2 separate regions of the Rattus norvegicus genome follow, and region 1 is linked to region 2. A link is a contact called in public Hi-C data. All regions are on one chromosome and are shown on one strand. The core of a region is the stretch at or near the end of the contact, and the rest is flanking DNA. Distances in the headings are between cores, read along the strand shown. Region 1 holds the start of Ddx3x (DEAD-box helicase 3, X-linked). Region 2 overlaps Cask (calcium/calmodulin dependent serine protein kinase).

Region 1 (2,700 bases), core at 80-2,579, 400 kb after region 2:
AATGTAGCAGTGCCCTTTTAAGTTACAATGTTACAACATGGAATACTGTTGCGGGTCATTGAGGGGGAGGCCTGGCAGAAGACAACAGATCCTCATCTCCTCCTCACCTTGTAAACCTAGAAATGGAGTCTCGATTAAGGAATCAAAAACCAGGCCTGATCAATCTCCCAATTTTACTTCAACGGCAGCAACAAGTTATCTGTTGCCATATTCTGGGCATTTTGCCTCTAGACGATGCCAGAGTGGGGCGTCCCTCACAAGGCGCGTGGTCCTTCCTGGCGCCCAGGTAAAGGGCGGGTGTGCCGGGCTCGGGACCTCGGGCTGTTTCCTGGAGCCTCCTGGAGCCTAAGGCTGAGCAAGGGCCGCGCCGGGTGGCTCGCGTCACAGCCAAGCCCGGCGCTAGTGCGCACGCAGCAGCCCCGGCCTCCCTCCCCCCCCTCCCCCCGCCCGATCCGCCCTGAAATTTCTGCGTCACAAAACTTTCCACTCGGGAACCTCGGCCTCCCCTGCCGCAACACACCGGGCCCGCGGTGCCGAAGAAACCCGGCTGGCTTGCATAGGAGCCCGCTGGCCGGCAGGCCCGGGGGGATGGGGTGGGGGGGCGACCGCGCGGCACAGCTAGCCTGCGCCACACAAAGGAGGCCGCCGCCATTAGCCCGCGCTGAGGCCAGCCCCCATCCCGTGGCGCCCCCTCCCACATTCCAGCGCCGCGCGGCCACTCGGCTAGCCCGCGCGCCGCCGCTCACTCCCGGATTTAAAAAGCACAGCCACTGGAGCCATGGAGGCCCCAAGCCCCTGAAATCCGAGGCTAAAACCATCCATCCCGGCCCGCGCGCCGCCACGCGGGGCAATCTATCTACAACGCCCCCCCACCGCCGGTCACTAATCAACTAGGGTGCGCGCGCGTGCGCCCGAATGCGCGCGCCCCCTCCCCCTCGGCTCGCCTGCGCACAGACACAAAAGCCGCCATTGTGCTCGGGCCAGGGACAATACCGCGAACCGAGCCGAGCTGGAGGACCAACAGGCTCTAGCACTCCCCCTAAGCATCCTGTCCCTCCAGAACCCCTAGATACTGGCACCCGCCGGCCCGAGCCAACCGGGGAACCGGGAAGGAAAAAGCAGAACTTAAAGAGCTGCGCCACAAGGCAGGTTAGGCTAGGGGAGAAATTGATGCAGCGACCACTGCAGCTCACCTGCTGGTCCAGCCCGAGCGCATTTTCCACTGCCACATGACTCATCCCTGAAGAGTACCGAAAATTCGGAGTCTTCCGCTGCTGAGCAAGTGCTGGCTTTACCGCAAAGACCCTCTCACGGGAGAACTGCGGCTTTGAAGCGCACCGCGCGGCCACCGATCTTATATACCAACTCGGAGGACTGCTACGTCAGCACGTAAGACGTGTGCCCTCCTCTCCCAGGCGGCAGTCCCCTGCCGTTAGGATTTCTGCCTGCTTACGGTGCGTTGCTCGTCCTAGTCCCGTGAGATTTCCTAGTCAGTCCAGTTACCCACGTCGTTGTCTGCACATAGACAACTCCGCGTTATATGTGGTTCTGGTTCTCTTGGGTTTGTTTGTCCCCTGTTCTCCGCCAGTACCCGAGTCTTAGTGTTTTCTCGAGATCTCGCGAGAAGCATTTCCGTCTGTCCTCTAGCAATAAGGTCCTAGGATTTAAATTGGGCTTATTTGCTGCTGCTTCCCCTGTGCACCCAGTTTTCATCTTTCTAGCACTATTCCTTTTCTCTCCTTCCCCGGGCATGTAGTTGGCTTTGTCTGGCCTGATGAGCCCTGGCTTTCCGTGGAGGGCAGCGGGATCACGTGACCGTGGGTGTCCAGCAAGGTGGCCATTTTGTGAAAAGGGAAACTCGCTTGACTAGTGCTGGGAATGGGAGGGAGGGACGAGAAAACTGCGCGGGGGGGGTCGAGGGGGAGAAAGGGGGAAGGGAGCTAGAACGGGGAAGGAGAAAAGTGGAAGGCTGGATGGTGGCCTGTGTCCACTTGAGCAGGGACTGTAGGGGATGTGCTGGTCGCTGGAGACTTCAGATCGCCGTTGCCTAGGTAGCGGACACGACACCCCCACACCCCCACTATGAAGGAATAATAAGACTATCTCCCGCGGATCTAGAGCCGGCAATCTAGGACCCTCCGGGGACCCTGGGCCTCCGCTGGTGTGTGAGTCATTGCAGGCCCCTGTGTCCTTCCGCGCAGTGTTTCTGACACCAGGCCGGTGGCTGCTGGCACAGCAAGGGACCCCGAATGTTTCTAGCAACTCTCCTAGGACCCCCGGGAGGCGAAGATGTGTGACTGGACACAACCTGTATCTCTGCTAGGACAGGGTTACCTGGCCGAGGTGACATGCCTCAAGCCTCTACACTAGACAGGGAATATGAAGGGAAAAGGATCTGTCATTAAAGGGGCCCATTCTGGTGGTCCCTGCTTCTAGGCGGACCACCCCAAGTGTCAGCTTCAAAAACACATACCCTTAAATAACAAAACCCAAAAGAATATATTGAGTCCTCGGCTTTTAGGCATTGGCAACACACACGTTACCTAAAAGGTACTACTCCTTTTTGACCCTCAGTTTCACAAATAAAACGCCGGACTCTCCACCCCACCGGCCACTCCAAGGGGCCTTCTGCTGCCAGAATTCAAACAATTAGCTCTCATCACGTACTTTACAATACAGCTCTTCCACTTTTCCAGTTTG
Region 2 (2,700 bases), core at 201-2,700:
AAGATGAAAACTCAGTGCCACTCATCAGCTATGAATAGGATGAATCATTTAAGGCTTGTTTTTGTCTTGTCTTGTTTTAATGATTATCATGAGTCGCTTTCGTGAAATATTCATGACTCTAATTATCTTGGAGGTTAAAAGAAAGTCTGGCAAGGTTGGGGATTTAGCTCAGTGGTAGAGCGCTTGCCTACGAAGCGCAAGACCCTGGGTTCCGTCCCCAGCTCCGAAAAAAAAAAAAAAAAGAAAGTCTGGCAAGCCAATGTGGTGGTGCACGCCTTTACTCCCTGCACTCAGGAGGCAGAGACAGGTGGATGTCTGTGAAGCTAGCCTGTCTTCTAGGACAGCCAAAGCCACATACTGAGATCCTACACCCATTAAAAGAAGAAAAAGGAAAAAGAAAACAAAAACAGCCTAACATTTTAGCATGGGACACTTTTGTGATCATCTTCTGATATTTAACTTCTAAAATAAAATTATGGCAGCTGATGGATATAGTTTGAAAAGTCGAAAATTCTTAAGGGCTTATAATGAAATTCTCTGAAGAAAGTATTAGAAGAGATACCCTTTCTCCTCTGCTGTCCTCACTTCCTCCAGCAGCCAATCAGCTATGTTGATCCTTCCTCCTAAAGGTGCCTCACATCTCAGCTCTCTACAGCAGGGGCACATCCATGGTTTTATCCCTGAGAACATTTGGTTTGTCACTAAATCTTCAGTCACCCCTCCCATCCTCCGTGGATGTCTCACATACACAGTTCCCTCGTCCCACCTCACAAACAGAAGAGCTGGCAAGTGAAATCACTCAAAGAACTCACTTTTTCTTAAAGAAATGTCTCCTCCTGTCCATTATCACCTTTTTAGAAAGTAGTTTGAATACACTATTTTCATTTGAATCTGCCATATTTCTTTTAATATGCTTTTACTTTTGATGTTCTGACAAGGCTTTTATATTCTTTCCTTTAAGTGCAGTAAGCTGGCTCTCTCCCTAGGGATTAATAAGGTATGTGTAGCTTAGAGTCCACTGTTTCCTCAGCAATGTTCCTCAAAGGAAAGAAAATTGTGCTTTGCAAAGGGACCTCACATATCCCAGGTAGGTCCTGGAGCTGTCGAACTGCTTTGGTTCCTTCTCATATTAAAACCTACAGCAAATGTACCACAAATCTAGGCCATTGCCTTTGTAATTTTTGTCCACTATGAATATCCATTCCGTTTCTGTCCTTGTAGAACATCAATCTGACTTGGCAATAAAACTAGAAGAAAAAATCTAGTCCTGCTAGTTCTAGAAGTTTATTCAATCCTTCAGTGACGTCTACAGTCCCACAGTCTGAAAGGATGTAGAAAATGAGTCTTCCAGAAGGGTAAGGGAGCACTTCTCCCACCCCTCTGCGCTGTACCCATTCACTACTATGAGGATCATAAATATCCAGTCAACGGGTCAGGAGACTCACTTGTGTTACTTGGCTGTCCTCTCCTCCTAATTGCCACACATACTTGGAACCATGTAATCTTTACCCACGAGAGCTGACCCCATGTGTCCTGTGTTTTTCAAGCCTTGCTGGCCACAAAGGGGAAGTGAATATGAGCATGCATGCAAACCTGTCAGTTCCCTTTGCAGCCAGCTCAATGTGTTGGCTTAAAAATATAGAGGAAACGGTGTTTTTCTTCTGAGTACAGGCTGAATTTCCCCATCAAGATAAGCATTTCTGCTTCTGACAGATGGAGAGGGGGTGCAGAAAAGAAGAGTGAATGCAGTTATGGGAAAGGGGTCTTGAAAGAGAAAAGTAGGGACACAGAGACAAAACCGAACTGGGAAAGAGAAAGAGGTGCTCCTGAATACAGGAAAAGAAAACAGTAGAAGGGAGTGTCCAGGGTGCTAAGAAAATCTCATTTGGAGGACACCAGAAAGAGGCAGGAAGGAAACAGAGAAAGGAACTGCTATTAAAGGACTCTGTAAAGTCTATGCCAGCAGGATTAGCAGAAGGCATAAAGAACTTTGATCTAGAAACTTGCTGTTGGCCACTATTTGAAAACAGGATAGACTGGCCATGGTGGTATTCACTTATAAATCCCTGAACCTGGAAGAGTCCACCACTAGAATAGTATGTTGAACGCCAGCCTGGGCTATGTGAAGAGTTCCTGCCTCCAAAAGAACAAAACCAAAATAGCACAGCAGAGGGATTAGGGTTACTCCTCTCAATTGAGTTCCTACCATTGAGGCAGATCTCTAGGGCCGTGGCCTTGTTGCTATTTTCCATTGTAATGTGGTGGCTAGTTCAGCGACCCAGATTGTACAGAAAGGCCAAGGCTCAGATGCATATTAATGTAGCTTCTGGTGTCTTTCCAGATGACCTCACATTCTTTGTCTGCTTGCTGAGTTTCAGAGTATGGTCTGGCTAGCATAAAACAGAATGGATCTGCTACCTCTCCAGATACTGCTGTTAGGATTGCAAGCTAGGCTTCAGTTCACTTTGTGGGTTTCTTCTAGAATTGGCCCAGAGTCACTTTCCTTGTATACCTCTCCAGACCTCATGTTTACCCTCAGCCTCCAGCTGTGAATTTCGCCCTTTTCCCTGGTATTTGGCTATTTGGATAACATACCAAATATTTTCTGATTGCTGGGTACTTTTATTAAGTCATTCAGCCCTCTTAACAACTCTCTTGAGTGAGGTCCAGCCATTACTCATGTTTTTCTCTGGAAGAGAA

The links. A called contact is a pair of places that touch in the nucleus more often than the background predicts.
Region 1: a Hi-C map of Schwann cells shows a contact between it and region 2, with 7 times the contacts expected there. The contact joins the promoter of Ddx3x here to the enhancer-like site in region 2. A contact is called at or near these places in 6 of 12 Hi-C or Micro-C datasets (the A7r5 cell line, the Rat2 cell line, Schwann cells and 3 more).

The regions. Positions count from the first base shown.
Region 1 is chrX:12,164,654-12,167,353 of GRCr8, forward strand. Ddx3x (DEAD-box helicase 3, X-linked) reads right to left here and starts at 1,330. Exons shown (of 17, transcript NM_001398752.1): 1 at 1,194-1,330. The coding sequence starts at 1,238.
Region 2 is chrX:11,762,246-11,764,945 of GRCr8, forward strand. The region is part of intron 5 of Cask (calcium/calmodulin dependent serine protein kinase); the gene reads left to right. Among named protein-coding and RNA genes, the nearest start is that of Gpr82, 6.1 kb to the left of the region's middle. Within about 2 kb of position 1,451, at least 15 of the 93 cell types and tissues checked have an H3K27ac peak or open chromatin away from gene starts, as enhancers often do.